Linked DNA regions of Sus scrofa: all the other regions are linked to region 1. A link is a contact called in public HiChIP or PLAC-seq and promoter capture Hi-C data. All regions are on one chromosome and are shown on one strand. The core of a region is the stretch at or near the end of the contact, and the rest is flanking DNA. Distances in the headings are between cores, read along the strand shown.

Region 1 (5,040 bases), core at 1,263-3,762:
AGGGGCCTGGCCGCCATCACCTCCACCGGGCCATCAGGCAGGGTCTCGGCCATGAGGAGACGGGCTGACGGCGTATTCTCGATGGGACTCTTTGGCCGAAAGCCAATGTGGGAATGCCAGGGGACATTCTGCAGAACATCTGGCCTGGATTCCTCAAAGGGCCTGGTGTCATGAGGAACGGAGTGGAGAGACATGACAGCCAAATGCCATACGTGATGCTTCACTGCATCCTGGATCCAGAAAAACAAACAGCCACAAAGCACGTTTGGGAGGCAGTGGGGGTGGAGGGGGGATGTGAGTGTGGACGTGGTGTTGGGTGATTTGCCTAATTTGTGTTGATTATCTTCACGTGGTGTTGGGTGATTTGCCTAATTTGTGTTGATTATCTTCGGTGTGGGCTTGTGTAGAAGAATGTCCTTGTCCTGGGAGAGGCACACGGAGGGGCTTGTGGGTGAAGTCATCACGGAGCCCCGCCTCACTTTTGGAGGGTTTGGCAAATGTGAGGGGTGGGGGGGCTGTGTCGTGGGAGAGAAAAAGAGACAGAGAAACAGAAGAAAAGGAAGAGGAGGAGGAGAGGTGGCATGGGTGCAGCAAGGTGTTAATAGTTGGTGGAGCTCCATGAGGCGTAGTCCTTCAACTATTCAGTGGGTTAGACTTTTTTTTTTTTTTTTTTTGTCTTTTTGCCATTTCTTGGGCTGCTCCTGCAGCATATAGAGGTTCCCAGCCTAGGGGTCGAATCAGAGCTGTAGCCACCAGCCTACACCAGAGCCACAGCAACACCGGATCCGTGTCTGCAACCTACACCACAGCTCACGGCAATGCCGGATCCTTAACCCACTGAGCAAGGCCAGGGATCGATCCCGCAACCTCATGGTTCCTAGTCGGATTCGTTAACCACTGAGCCACGACGGGAACTCCCATTTTTCAAAATTAAAAAAAAAAAAAAATGCAAATAATCGTAAAAAAAAGAAAAGCACCAAAAAGCCATACATTTTTACTGAACTCTCTAAGAGATATAAAGGCAGGACTTGCATAACAGAAAAATTTCCTCGACACCCATCCACCTCTCCAAGTCTCCTTTCTTAGGGAAGTTGCATCCCTCTTTCCGAAGGTCAGGTGCCTGGTGTGAATCTCACTCCGGCATTTACTTACTGTGTGGCTTTGGCCAAAGTGCTTAAACCTTCCTGTGCCTCCGTTTCCTCTTCTGTAAAATGGGGGAGGATATCGGTACCCACCTGCAGCGTCGTCATGGGGATTAGATGTCATCATAGCACCAGGGAGAACTCAGTAAATGACAAGAATAAGAGCTCAGTCAATGACACCATTGTCCACTGAGGCTGTCCATGGCCCTTTGGGGGAAGCTCAGTTAAGTGAGGGCCGGGCCCATGGTGGCTTCCTTGGCATCTCTGACTCCCCATCCCCATGGTGGGCAGCGGGACATCAGTGCGACTCAGATCCCTGGGATGATTGCTGTGACCACCAGGTGGCAGCACTTAATGGCAGTGGCTTCCAATGCAGGGGCTTCCCTGACCCAGCTTGAGGTCCTGCTTGCACCCACCATGGACCCTGTGTGAGGGAGAAATACATCTTTGTGGTTTTAAACCTCTTGGATGTAGAAGTTTTTTTTTTTTTTTTTCCCCAGTACCGCTTTATTTATTCCGACTGATAAAGCAGGGTTACCCTGTCCGCGGCTCAGGCTCCCTGGAATGTTCATCTTAGAAGGTCAGCCTTAACTGGAACTTTCCAGGCATCTCTGATTCCTAGCCAATGCCCTCAGTCCATTAGAAGCCTCCAGGCTCAGCTCTGCAGCTCCCAGCAGTCCCTCTGCCCCAGTCCAGGGCCACTGAAATATGATCACAGAGAGAGCTCCCAAGCCCCAAATATAGGCTCTTAGGAGCCCCATTTGCTGCAAGACATTTGGTCATTGTCTTAGTCTAGACATCAGAATTAAAATCTCTTATCAGCTCATATACTGGGGAAGTTGGGTCAGGCAGGATCAGGGCCAAAATTCCTCTGCCTCCAGCACAGCTGCTGCCGCTGCTACATCAGAGATGATGCTTATTGGAAGGGAAACCAGGGTTTGGGGGAGGAGCCCCAGATGGGGAGCCAGGAAGTCTGAGCTCCAGCCCTGGCTCTGCTTCTCCTGTGTGATCTCAGGGAGTCTCTTCCTTTCTTCGGGCCAAAGATTAAGTAGACGAGCCTCTTCCTACCTGAGGGCCTTTGTGCAGGTCATTCTTTTGCCTGAGAGCATTTACCCTCTCCTTCCCTCGCCTCCCAGTTAACTCTTGCTCAGCCATCACATCTGAGCCTGAAACACAGGGTCATTGTGCCCCATACATCCCGCTCACTGCCTTAGAGCACTCGCTTGTTGGCTTTAATTACTTTAATTAAAGTAATTACTTTAATTGCTCGTTCAGAGACCGTCTCCCCACTAGGCTCTGAGCTCTGTGACTCCATCAAGGTTTGGTGGAGGAATGAGTGATGTATGTGGATCTGACCTGTGAGAGTCCTCCTGGCAGTCTGGGCACGAAGGGATGGAAGGTGACGTTTCAAGGTGCCCAGCCCATCCCTCCCAGGAGCTGCAGGAGGGTCCCTCTCTTCCAGCTCCCTTTGGCAAGGGTTCAGCACAGCCAAAGTGAGTTGATCCTGTGCTGCCCCCTGGTGTCTGCCTCTAAGATAACAATCCCAGATCCTTGCTCTATGAAGGAAATTGGCAAGGCCCGGGGTTGGGGAGGAGGGGGAGGGGGGGCGAGCTTGCCTTGCCTTGTCTTGTTCATTCCTAACTGCAGCCTTGTGAGATGGGGGTTATTGTCGCCCATTTTAGGAATGAAGAAAGCCTGCATCTGTTCATTTATTTGGAAAATATTTATTGAGTACCTGTCGTTTGTCAGGCATTCTGCTAGGAGCCGATGTGTCAGAGGTGCTTTCTGCCTAGGAGCTTACATTTAGGTCTGTGCTGGGAAAGGAAGACAGTAAACAAATAAACACACAAAATTGTGTGCGTATGTACATGTGTATCCGTGCTTGTGCTTCCATATGTCTGTACACAATGCATGTATGTGTGTACGTGTGTGTGCTTACAGATGTGTCTTTGTATGTGGCCAGCACATTGGTGGCTCAGATGTTAAGTGACTTGTCCAAGGTCACAGAGATGCCGCTGGATTCGAACCCTTTTATGAGGATCACAGCTAATAGCTGCATAAGCCCTAATTCCATGTCACATGCCAAATTCAGTGCTCTGTACGTGTGTGTGTTAATGTGTTTTATCCTCACAGCAACCCTGTTGTTATCTCATTTCATAGCACAGAGAGACTAGACCACTTGGCTGATGTCACACAGAAGCTAAATGGTGGAACCAGGACTTGAACCCAGATGCCTTGGCTACAGAGCCCTTCTTTTTTTTTTTTTTTTTTTTTTTGTCTTTTGTCTTTTGTTGTTGTTGTTGTTGTTGCTATTTCTTGGGCCGCTCCCGCGGCATATGGAGGTTCCCAGGCTAGGGGTTGAATTGGAGCTGTAGCCACCGGCCTACACCAGAGCCACAGCAACGCGGGATCCTAGCCGCGTCTGCAACCTACACCACAGCTCACGGCAAAGCCGGATCGTTAACCCGCTGAGCAAGGCCAGGGATCGAACCCGCAACCTCATGGTTCCTAGTCAGATTCGTTAACCACTGCGCCACAATGGGAACTCCGAGCCCTTCTTCTTAACACTGTGATACACCAACTGTAGGAGTTTTGATATCCAGGGCTTCAATGATGGTGGCAGCAAACCCAGTGCCACCCTCTCCTGCCACCCCAGCCAGGAAGGATCAGAAGGGCCCATGCTGGCCAGTCCTCTGTCTCCAGACCATGCAAGATGGCTGAGTAGTCCTCTGTCCTATGACTTGGAGAGAGTGGGGAGGGGAGGGTGCCACAGAGGAGCAGGAGCTTGATAGGCTGGTCATGGGGGTGGAACCAACCCTGCTAGGTTGTGAGGTGAGCCCAAGTGCAGACAGGAAGGCTTCTTGGAGGAGAAGAGGGGTGGGCTGGGCCTAGAAAACGGAGCAGGACTCAGATGTACATTTCTAAGAGGGAGTGAGGTGAGCTGAGGCTTGAAGGGAGGAAGCATGCAGATGCCCATGGCTCTAAGCTTCAGGGCTTGCCCTCCAGGCCAACGAGCTGGACTGCTTGTGGGCTGGGGGCCCTGGAGGGGAAGGACATGGTCAGGGCTGGGATTTGGAAGAGCCTCTGGCTGCAAAGTGGAGGGTGGCCTGGGGGCAGTGAGACCTGGAGGTGGGGGCTGTTGCAGGGGTCCGGGTGAGAGAGGCAGGGACAGCCAGGGGACAGAGATGAAGGGCTCACAGAGGCTGAAGCCAAGGTGAGTTTTGGAGTCACCTGGCCTGTCCCCCTCCCCCCCACCTCTCTGGCTTCCATTCCTCCAATTTCCCCCTCCCTCACTCCACTCCTCGCTCTTGCTTTGTTAAAAGCTATTCTGACACTTGCTGAAACGGTAAAGACTTTATTCAAGTCTATTGCAATAGGGGAGAGAGACTGAGCCCAACTCTCGGGGCAGCAAAGACAGCCAGGGGCTTGGCAAGGAGCAGGGCAGGGGTCAGTGGAGACTTCACGGGTAGGGAGGTGCTTGCTAAATTGATCTAACAGGATTCTTGCTAAAGGCAGGCCAAGGACTGGGATATCAAGGGGTCGGGGGATTCTTGCTAGCCTGACCTAGCAGGATTCTTTGCTAGCACACATTCACAAATGTGACCAGGCATACACGCACATATGCACACGTAGACATACACACGTGTGCCTACACACATAAGCACTCATACACACACACCTCCACCAACCCCCATCCGTGCATATGTATATACACATCACATATGTTCACAACACACGCACCCCTGCCCACAGAGCACACAGGCATACACACAATGTATACACATATGTGCATGTGCTCACTCACGCATGCATGTACACACGCACCTATGACAGCCTGACTCTAACCCTCTCCTGCAGCCATGGCCACATGCTAGGGCCCCTTGGGTGTCTGTGGACT
Region 2 (5,040 bases), core at 1,071-3,570, 190 kb before region 1:
TGGGGTCTCCCAACTAAATGGATTAGCAGCTGAGTAGGGCAGAAGGAGTTGGGAGGGAACCTGCAAGGTTGTGCAACCTTTGTCCTGAGTGGGGGTGAAGTGCCCAGTGTGGGCCTTGGGCCACATACACATAATACAGCCGCCCAGCTCTCCTGCTGGGTTCTCCCCTCCTGGATGTGCATCTGCAGGCTGCTCACAGCTTCCCAAGTCCAAGGTGGTCATCTTAGTGCAGGAGCTGCAGTGGTCCCTGGCAGAGCTGTAAAGGGGCCACTGTCACCTTGGGCACATCACTTTCCCCTTCGTAGACCCCCCTTTGCTCAGGCTCCTGAATATCCTACTGTTTATTTATTTATTTATTTGCTTTTTAGGGCCGAACCTGCGGCATATGGAGGTTCCCAGGCTGGGGGTCCAATCGGAGCTACAGCTTCTGGCCTATGCCAGAGCCACAGCAACTTGGGATCCGGGCCACATCTGCAACCTTCACCACAGCTCATGGCAATGCTGGATCCTTGACCCACTGAGTGAGGCCAGGGATCGAACCTACCACCTCATGGTTCCTAGTCAGTTTTGTTTCTGCTGTGCCACGACGGGAACTCCAAGAATATGGTACTTTTAAATTCCTACTTGGAGTGAACCCCCTCTCAGAGGGCATTCTCAGGCCACACCTGACTCATGCTCCTGTCTTGCTCCTGCAGATCTATAGCACCTCCAGCCTCAGTGTCCTGTCTGCCTCCTGTGGCTTGAGCCAGAGGTTGCCTATTTTCCCTGACTGGATGGAGCGGCAGAGCCAGGGCACCTCCCTGCACAGAAAGGATGCTTGGACTCAGACGTCCCCAGCCAGGAGAAGGATCAGGCATGCTCAGGGTGCAGGTAACTCTGTCTGCCATTGGGCTGAGGGGGTGGGGAGGCGGTGGAAAGCAGAGCAGCGCTTCACAACGCACCAGGATTCAAACAATCCACTGGCCTTTATGTGACTCATTTGTACTTGACCACTGGTTTGCCGATTTCTGGGCTCCTTCTCCAGTTTCTACTCCCTGCTTGTCCAGCTGGCCCTGTGGTATCTAGTTTTCTTACCTGCCTCAAGAAGGCAGGTCTGTCACCTGCATTTGTTGTTGGCCATGGGCTGGGTGTGGAGGCCAAGGAAGAGCAAAAGGAGGATGGCCTTTGGGGCAGACAGGCCTGGGTTCAAATTTCAGCTCTGCCGTCCATCCTTGGACAAGTCACCTATCCTCTTTATGTGAGATTCAGATTTATCCCTGGTAAATTGGGGTTAATACTTCCTAGGGTTACCTTGGAGATTAAATGAGGTGTGTGTGAACTGCCCAGCTCAGGCCCTGGCACTTGGTCCTCAATACATACAACTTTTCTCCCCACTCTCTCCTGCGTCCCCCAATGTTGTGTGGCTCACTTGAGCGGATCACTGAGTCACAAATATCCATTTGGCAGCTTCTGACACTTCCCATTTTTGGATTTACATAAGACCAGCAGCTTTCCCTCCACAGCAGCAACACTCAGAGTTGCTGAGCAGATGTCTTGGTGTGAAACTGCTCCCAGGAGGCATCCCATGAATGTTTGCCGACAGAGCAGCGCAGGGGCTGACCCTCCTTTTAGTTCTGCCTCCTTGCGCCAAGCTCCAGAGGGTGAAAGCGCCTATCCACCACATACTGTGTTGTGCATTTTTGTCCCCTCAGATGCTGGGGGCCTGTCCTCCTGTTTCCCAGGACCGGCTGCAGATGGCGGGGCCAAGAGGCTGCTGGAGGAAACTGCTCTGGTCTAGACCTGTGCCAGGCTGCTCATCTGAGAGAAGGCTCAAGAAAGAGATGGAGGGGCCAGGGTTAGGGAAGGGCCTGCAGCCTGGTGGGGGAGCGTGAGCCGGGCGTGGAGAGCCATTTTCCAAGACCCACAGTACTGGGCCAGAAGGGTGCTCCTCTGCCCTTACTTGGGTCGCATGATTACAGGTCTGAGCTTCAAAGCAAGTTGCAAACATGGCTAATTGCTGGCTTGGGGGAGCTGGGCGAGCAGGCTAAGCCCATTGAGTAGGCGCGCCAGGGGCCTCAGGCCTGGCATGGGACTGGCACTCGCAGCCCGGAGCGGTCCCAGAGCCACGAGATCTGGTGGGGCCGCCTGTCCTGCTGGCTTCTCGGGGAAGACTGCCGTCCTGGCCGCGGTGGCTGCCCCTCCAGATGGGTCGCAGGCGCCTCCTCCCCTCGGCGGCGGCGGCGGCGGCGGCGGCGGTGGCGGCGGCGGCTGCTCGGTCAGGTGGAAATCTCCCCATTCAAACCCGCGCGGGCCAATCAGGGCCTGGCGCGGCCGCCGGTTCAAATGCTCGCAGCAGCCTCGCGCGCCGCCGGCCGGAGACACTGGCGGGGGCGGGTGAACCTGCTGCCTCGGTTACTGGGAGCAACACAGACGCCTCAAGTTACAGGCGCCCCAGCCCAGCCTGAGCCGGGGCCATTGCCATGGAGCGCTCCCTGCACCGCGTCTCCCTCGGGAGCCGGCGCGCCCACCCGGGCTTGTCCTTCTACCTCAGCACTTTTGGTAAGTGCCCGCGGCGGCCGCCGCCAGGGGCTGCTTCACTCTGCTGGCAGCGCGCAGAGAGGACAACCCTCACGGTGACAGGGGAGGCAAGGAGCAGCCATCCTTCTGTTTTGGGTCACCTGCTCTGGCCCCTTCCTCCCGTAGTCGCCCAGGAAGGGCTCATGGCCAGGCTCAGACCCAGCAAGCCATGGGGCACCACCTGCTGCCTGGCCACTGGTGCCAAGTGCAGTTGGTTCTGCCTGGCTTGGCTGGAATAATCATGCCCCACTTAATCTTTCAGAGACTGGGTTTGCCACCACTGAGTTTCCCACTGACAAGCAGCTCAGGATTAAATCAAGGCCTCGTTGCTCCTTCTTGAGATCTCCTGGGTCCTCTTTCCTTTGGCTCAGGGACAGAACAGGTGCTGGGTCAGCCCAGATGGCCTTGGCTTCCTGTGGGCTCACCTTGGGGTTGCAGTGTGATGGCTTCAGTGGATGCCTGACCCACAGCAGAGATAAGAGATTCTTTCCTCTGGGAGTAGCTGGGCTTCCAGCAGTGTCACAGGGCTGCCTTGGGGCCTTGAGGCGGAAAGAAGTGGGCAGTAGGCTCCTGCTTTCAAACCCCTAGGTAGCAGGACAGGTTCCCCCAAATAACAGCTGGGCAGCAGCTGCCCCGGCGGTGTGGACAAACCTGGCCTTCCACGTCTCCATGGTAAAGATAATCTGCCCGGTCCTAGAATACAGCTTCTTACAGCTCTTGTTTCCCCACTGGTTCTGTAATTCCCTGGGGGGAGGAAGTTATGTTTCCTCTGTGAAGGCTTGAGATCCAGAGAGGAAGGTCTCCCATCGAGCCAGTTGCTGAGTTGGTACCTGGGCTCAAGCCTTCTGCAATGATATGTCCAGCAGACACACAAACTTGTAAACAATTTTCTTTATGAAGGTTGGAGCGGTTATTGCAACATAAGTGGACTTTGCCCACATTTCAAAGACAGAGCACCTAAGGAGTTACTTCCTCCCAGGGCTTCTGGCTCTCCCACTCTCAGGCTAACCTCTGTGGGCTCGCTTGGCTCTTCACCACCTGCCTTCTCTAGGGCCGGGGGAAGGATGGAAAAGCAGTGGCTTGGCCCCTGGAAATGGCCTGTGGTCCGGCATCCTGGAATTCATGGGTCCAGTTGGGGGAGGATAACAATCAGAGTAATTATTAGCCACTCTTTGTTGCACGTTCATCATGTGCCATGCTTTGTGCCAACGGCTTTCCCTGCATCATCTCATTTAATTCTTCCAACCCTTGGAGGCAATTCCTATTAACCCTACAGGGATGTTGAGACTCTACCAGATAGGGGAGGTTGCCAGGATAGTCTGATTTGGTTGGGTGGTCAGGAAAGAGTGTCAGAGAGCTGTGAGGCTGTGTTACCTTAGCTGTGTGCTGATCAAAAAGTAGAAAATCCTTTTCCTTGTTTTTTCCTCCTTATTATCACTGTAAGATGTATTCATTGTTGAAAACTTAGTGAAAAGGAGAAAGCGGAAAATCACCTGTAATCTGACTCCCCAGAGAAAGCCATTGTTAGCATGATTTATATCCTTCCAGATTTATTTCTATGCGTCTGTCTGTGCCTGATTTTAGCCATATTGGGATCCTATTGTGTATCCGGTTTGGTAACCCATTTCTTTTCCTTACTGGTATGATGTGACTATTTCCTTGTATCAGTCCATATTCTTTTGTTGAGGTAATGTCCCTGCCAGATCTGGGAAGTTGGGGTGTGTGTGTGTGTGTGTGTATGTGGGGGGGGGGTCCAGCCCAGCAGGGAGTGGATGCCCTGCCCAGCCATGGCCTCTGGGCGGGGTTGGGTGGGTATTAGGGGAGGTTGCCACTTGCACCAGTGACTGTGACCTGAGTGTGCAGCGGGCAGGCAGGGACCTGGTCGGGTGGAGAGCCTCCTGCTGCATATATGCAGCTCCTCTCAGATTTCTCCAACACTGGAAGAGCTCTCTCCTGTTTCTTGCATTAAGTCTGTTTCCTTGACAAAGGCCATCGTCCCTTTCCAAGCTGCTGATTATCTTCATGCACTGAGCGATCTTTGCTGGTCTGCTTGTACTTAAAGAGTCTTATCGGTGGTTATCAAACCTGGCTAATTATCAGAAACACCTGGAGAACCTGTTAAAAATACAGATTCCTAGGATCTTTGCCCAGATATCCAAGTTCAGCAGGTCTGGGCTGAAGCCAGAGCGTCAGTAATTTTAAGAAGTCAAGAAGTATTTTGATCATCAGCTAGGTTTGGAGGCTAAGGATTCAGAGTCAGCTTTGACAGTCAGTGTGGACTCCCTTAAAATGATGGGTTTTGCTAAGTTTTCTTCAATTTGTTGGCTTTTTCCCCAGCATGGCAGGTAGTTCCTGGCCTTCAGCAATGGACTTTGTCCTGGTAGAGCCAGATGAAGCTGCTGCCTGGCTGGCAGCTTCCTGAGCTCAGTTAAAAGGAGCTAAATTTCCAGCAACTCTGGAATGATAAAGAAACAAAATTGTTTG
Region 3 (5,040 bases), core at 1,901-4,400, 160 kb before region 1:
AAAGTGGCCAGGCGAAGACTGCGGCCCCTGAGAGGTACATACACACCACCTTCTGCCCAGACATGCTGCCCCTCTCCCTGTTCCTACATAGTAACATCAGTGTTTTGTGACAGGTGTCACCCCAGGCTGTGATCAGACCCTCTTGCAAGCACCTGCTAGAATTCCGGCCCTAGAACACATGACACCTTTATTTATCTGGTTGGAGAGGGTTATGGCCTGACCCCATGTGGTTCGGCTCCCCTGACCTCTAGCTCATGGTGGGCTGAGCTTTGGGGGCCCCGCCCTGAGGTCAATGGCTGCCTTGCCGACCTGGGGTGCCCACCTCTACAGATGAACCATGTGGGCCCTGAGGATTGTCTCTTTCTGTGCTGTCCCCACATGCAGACCTGATTCCCGAGCCCCTGCCGGGCCTGAGCCTGGACATTCCCACATCCCAGAGGCCAGGAGTGGCTCAGGCAGCCACATGGCCCTGGCACCTTGGCCTTGTCCTCCGGGTGGTCTGCAGGATGGGCACTTACATATCAGAAGAAACTTTCTGACTCTGCTCCATCGCCTTCCAGACCCGTTGTTGGCAATGCCAGGATGTGAGGACCCTGCGGAAGGGGAGAAATTCGAGGTAGGTGGGGACAGTAACCGCTCTGGGCTCTAATCTGCTTCGGATCAGTCCCCTGGCCCAGGAGACACCTAAACAGACTGGCATTCTGTGCCAGCCCACTTGGCACTTGGAAACTCAGCAAGTTGTGCAATTTTAAGGGTCATTTCTTGTGCTTTTCTTGGGGTACTCAGGCTTGGGGCAGGGGTGGGGAGAGCACCAGGCCCTGGTCCCTGGAAATGGGGGAGTCTGGGTGGTACCGACTTTTGGTCTCTTGAAGCTGAGTCCTCTGTTTCCTGCAGGCCCCCTCAGAGCCCTTGCGTTCCCTGGCACTGTGGCTGAATTCCCTCCCTGTTAGGCTCCCTTGATGTCAGGGAGCAGCTGTGTGTCTGAGCCCAAGGCTGATGGGTTGTCACTTCATTAGGGCTTTGAATTTAGAGAGGAACCTTCCTGTCGGGATTTTGGGGAATTCGTCCAAATTCACTTCCTCTCCTTGTAGGATGTGTCAGGTGATCTATGGTCTTCTCTAATGCCCGAGAGGGAGGAACAAACTCCCAGTGATTGAGTAGCCCCTCTGTGGTTGCCTAACAGCATCCCCGAGGATGAGCGGGACATGTGAGGTTCAGAGACGTTAGGTCACTTTCCATGTCCACGCAGCCAGCAAGTGGCAGAGGTAGGATCTGATGTGAGGTATGGCTACCTCTTACCAGTGTCCTAGCCAGGAAGATAAGATGGTAATATTTTCCATGACAATATGTGACACTGAGGTGTGTTATAATCTACAAGACATTTTCCTTTTCGTTTACTCAAGTCATTCATTCAGTCATTCAGTCCTTGTGTGTGTGTGTGTGTGTGTGTGTGTGTGTGTCTTTTTTGTAGGGCTGCACTCACGGCACATGGAGGTTCCCAGGCTAGGGGTTGAATTGGAGCTAGAGCTGCCGGCCTGCACCACAGCCACAGCAATGCCAGATCCGAGCCGGGTCTGTGACCTACACCACCGCTCATGGCACCCTGGATCCTTACCCCACTGAGCGAGGCCAGGGATCGAACCTGCACCCTCATGGATACTAGTCAGATTTGTTTCCACTGAGCCACAATGGGAACTCCCATTCGGTCCTATGGAAGATCCACATGGACCAGGCCTTGTGCTCAGTGCTGGGGTATAGCTGTCAACAAGCCAGAGGTCCCTGCCCCCCACCAGAGCCAACAGGCTAGGGCTCTGCTGTCCACTATGGCAACCACGTGGCTACTGAGCACTTGAAATGTGGCTAGTATGACCGAGGACCTGAATTTTACATTTTAATTAATTTTAATTAAATTTCAATTGCACATGTGTCTAGTTGCTACCATATTGGATATTACAGTATTAGAGTAACTTGCCAGGGGTCTGCTTTCTGTGGCTTCATTACAAGCTTAAAAGCTTCCTCTGGTTTTGGGGGGTTGGGGTGAGGGACGGGCTACAAAGGCCTCTCTCCCTCTCTCTGTACACGCCGAGCACAGAGGGACAGTGACCAGGGAGCCTCCCTGGGGATTTGTAGGAATTACAGGGACATCAGCACTGCAGGTTTCTAGGTGGCCTGAGAGAGTCCTGTTGGACCCCGCACACAGGCCCTGACCTCTAGGGATGTTGTTCTAAGGCGCATTTGACTTTCCCAGGCTTGTACAGGCAGCCATGTCCATAGGACTCAGCAAAGTTGGGGTGATTGTCAGAGACTTGGTTAGGGCAGGGGGAGGACCCCTGAGAGGAGACGTGTTCAGCCCCCTCATCATGTGCATGGGGAGCCAGAGGCTCAGAAACCTGGGTGACCTGTCCCCCGTCACAGCAGCCAGAGCCGGGCTGGACCAAGGGACGTCTCTGGCGTGGAGGATGTGGGTGGCTGGGTGGTTTTCCCAGGGGCCCTGCGGGGGGCGTAAGGGGCTCACTAGGCACAGTTCTGCAAGGCGGGCCCTGGTCCCTGCTGGCTGACCCTGACTGCTCAAGGCCCCGCTTCTTCACCAGTAACATGAGGAGGTCGGATCATCTGGTGATTGGAAATCCTTTCCCCGCTTGACTTTACAGTCTGCTTGTCATCCGATCCTTAAAGCAGCCCACGTCCATGGGCGAGGAGTCTGACTTTTAAGTAGCTTCTGAGCAGCAGGCAGACGCCAGAGGTTTTGTGTTCCCTGTCTTGACGTGGGAAGTCTGTGGGTGTACCCCCAAAGGTGTCCTTGGACTCTTAGGCTAGGTTGGTTTCCTGGATTTGCTGCTGGGGACCCTGGGCTTTGCAGGGGGAGGCGCGTTGTTACAGAGCCGGCTGCGTTTTCTGCCTGGGTTCCCCTCCAGCCAGGGGTGTTTGTGAGAACTCTGGAATCACAAAGTGGCCCATGGCGGAGAATGCAGCCAGAACAAAGGCGCCCTCTCCCCGCCGGGGCCCGGGGAATACTAACTAGTTGACAGGAATTTTAATATAAAACTCTCCCTCTTCCTTGTCATTCGGAGGTTTCAGGAAGCCTTCGGGCTTATCGTGCAGAGGCACACAGCACAGACAGGGCTTGGGGAGGTGAGAGGTGATTTCCTGCCATTCTTCTGTGGGGCGGGCTTCCCAGGGCGGTCATGCCAGGCTGACGGGGCGCAGTGCGGGCTCCCACTGCTGGGGGGAGAGCCGGCTTTTCATGGGGCGGCAGCCGAGGCAGGACCCGCAGCCATGAACCGCTTCAATGGGCTCTGCAAGGTGTGTTCGGAGCGCCGCTACCGCCAGGTGGGTGCTTGGCCCTTGAGGGTGGGGGCACGGGGGTGTCGCTGGGGGTTGGAAGTGGGGGCTCACTGAGCAGGATGTCTCTCCCCACAAGGGCTTCCTTGCCTCCTCGTGCCCCTTGCAGGTTCAATGTGATCTGAGGGGAGGACAGAGGCAGGAGCTGGACCCGCAGACCCTCTCTAGGGGCAGACGATGCCAGCTCTGCCCCATCCTAACCACGGACCGGGTAGTGTCCGTGGTGAGATTATCTACTTGATTTTTCTAGTCATTTTGATTTGGGAGAAGGGTAGTTAAAGGGAGCATCCCGGCCTGAGACTGGAAGCCACTAGCTTGCTGAGCAGCTGGGTTTGTCTTTCTTGCTAACTTTGTATTTTTGCTAACTTTCCCTATTTCCGATGGGATGGCAGTGCCTGTCCTGCATCGTGTAGGTGTGACTGTGTTTCGGTGTGTGTTGGTGTGTGCTTGTGTGCTAGATTTTCCTTCCCTGTAGCCGTGATGCTCTGAGGCACCTCGGGGTCCTCTGGTTCCAGAGCCTGACTTCACAGAGAGGGTTTGACCTCTCAGCCTTGGGTCTCAGGATTGGGGGCAGAGTGGGAGTGATGACGTGTTAGCCCCCAAGACATTTTTTTCTTATTAAAAAGCATGGTGTCAGGCTGGGTGAAGGCAATGGCCATCCAGATTTCAGGAATGTCCAAGGAAAAGTCCTGATTTTAAAAGTATAGCGAGGTCCCTCTGTGTGTTTTAATGTCCAGACTAGAATCTGGGTCCTGAACTCCCTCAAACAGACAACGTAAGTCTCAGGGAGATGCTCAGAGGGGCCTCCTGCACTGCGCAGGGGACGCGCGTGTTCTCTCTCCAGCCCCCAGCTCTCAGGGCCCCCCGCCCCCGCCCCGGGGGCCTGCAGAGCTGCCCCTGTGACCCTGGAAACTGGGTGGCAGGGTGGTGAGGCAGAGTGGGAGGTCAGAAGTCCTTGGTCACTACTGGCCTGAGGATGGGACGCACTGGCAGGCAGAGTGGTGTCAGGCATGAGTGCGGTCTGGGCCTGGGGCTCTGGGGCTCAAGTTTAAGGCAGATCCCAAGCCAGAAAGCAGGGCAGGGTTGAGAGCGCCAGCTTTGTGCAAGACCCGGGCTCATACCCAGCTCTGCCCTTCTTGAGCTCTGGCTCCGGAGCACGTCGCTTGACCTCCCTGAGCCTCACTCTAGCTGTCAGTGGAAGAGGGTGATCACGGGATGATGCTGCGAGAGTGGAAGGAATGGGTATGCAGTGCCTGGTGCAGGGCCTGGTATGTACACATTCAATAAATGTAGCACTTAGGGATTGGCATTGAACTCTGGGCATGACAGAGGGTCAGAAACCAGGCAGGAGGGCAGAAGTAAGGTGCTGGCATGGCTGAGATCTAGGAGCAGAAGCAGTTCCTGCTCTGGACAGGAAAGAGCAAGAACCATCCCGAGGAAGGAAGGCCTCTGCCAGGAGTCGCCGAGGTCCCAGAGTTAGGGTGGGGCTGCTCCCCTTCACCGCCTGACCCTGAGGCCCAAGGTCAGAGAGGAGGGCTGAGCACTTATGCTTCGGGCCTCAGTTTCCTCCTCTGTGAAATGGGCCCAATAAAGCCCTGTGTCCCCCTCAGGGCTGCAGTGATAACCAGGTTCTTTGGACGTTGTCCTCTCCATGAGGGCAGTGGTCATCCCGGACAGAGCATAATCCTGCTTCCTTCA

Evidence for each region. Promoter capture Hi-C pulls out the DNA fragments that hold promoters and counts their contacts. HiChIP or PLAC-seq counts read pairs in DNA pulled down with a chosen protein or histone mark.
Region 2: a contact with region 1 is called in a promoter capture Hi-C map of liver, with 4 times the contacts expected there. The contact joins the promoter of RGS3 here to the enhancer-like site in region 1. A contact is called at or near these places in 3 of 5 promoter capture datasets (fetal liver, fetal skeletal muscle and liver), 30 of 47 Hi-C or Micro-C datasets (adipose tissue, alveolar macrophages, blood and 15 more) and 2 of 2 datasets of contacts at active chromatin or transcription factors (alveolar macrophages and skeletal muscle).
Region 3: a contact with region 1 is called in an H3K27ac HiChIP or PLAC-seq map of skeletal muscle, with 5 times the contacts expected there. The contact joins two enhancer-like sites. A contact is called at or near these places in 4 of 47 Hi-C or Micro-C datasets (embryonic fibroblasts, epiblast stem cells, heart right ventricle and 1 more) and 1 of 2 datasets of contacts at active chromatin or transcription factors (skeletal muscle).

Annotation. Positions count from the first base shown.
Region 1 is chr1:254,268,354-254,273,393 of Sscrofa11.1, forward strand. No RefSeq gene overlaps it. Among named protein-coding and RNA genes, the nearest start is that of MIR378B, 140 kb to the left of the region's middle. Within about 2 kb of position 2,513, at least 38 of the 83 cell types and tissues checked have an H3K27ac peak or open chromatin away from gene starts, as enhancers often do. A contact at or near this core is called in adipose tissue, embryonic fibroblasts, fetal skeletal muscle and 5 more, where this site is marked.
Region 2 is chr1:254,076,298-254,081,337 of Sscrofa11.1, forward strand. RGS3 (regulator of G-protein signaling 3) reads left to right here and starts at 2,321. Exons shown (of 24, transcript XM_003480580.4): 1 at 2,321-2,538. The coding sequence starts at 2,460.
Region 3 is chr1:254,111,546-254,116,585 of Sscrofa11.1, forward strand. It overlaps RGS3 (regulator of G-protein signaling 3), which reads left to right. Exons shown (of 24, transcript XM_003480580.4): 7 at 1-34; 8 at 561-616. Among named protein-coding and RNA genes, the nearest start is that of MIR378B, 22 kb to the right of the region's middle. Within about 2 kb of position 3,151, at least 19 of the 83 cell types and tissues checked have an H3K27ac peak or open chromatin away from gene starts, as enhancers often do. A contact at or near this core is called in skeletal muscle, where this site is marked.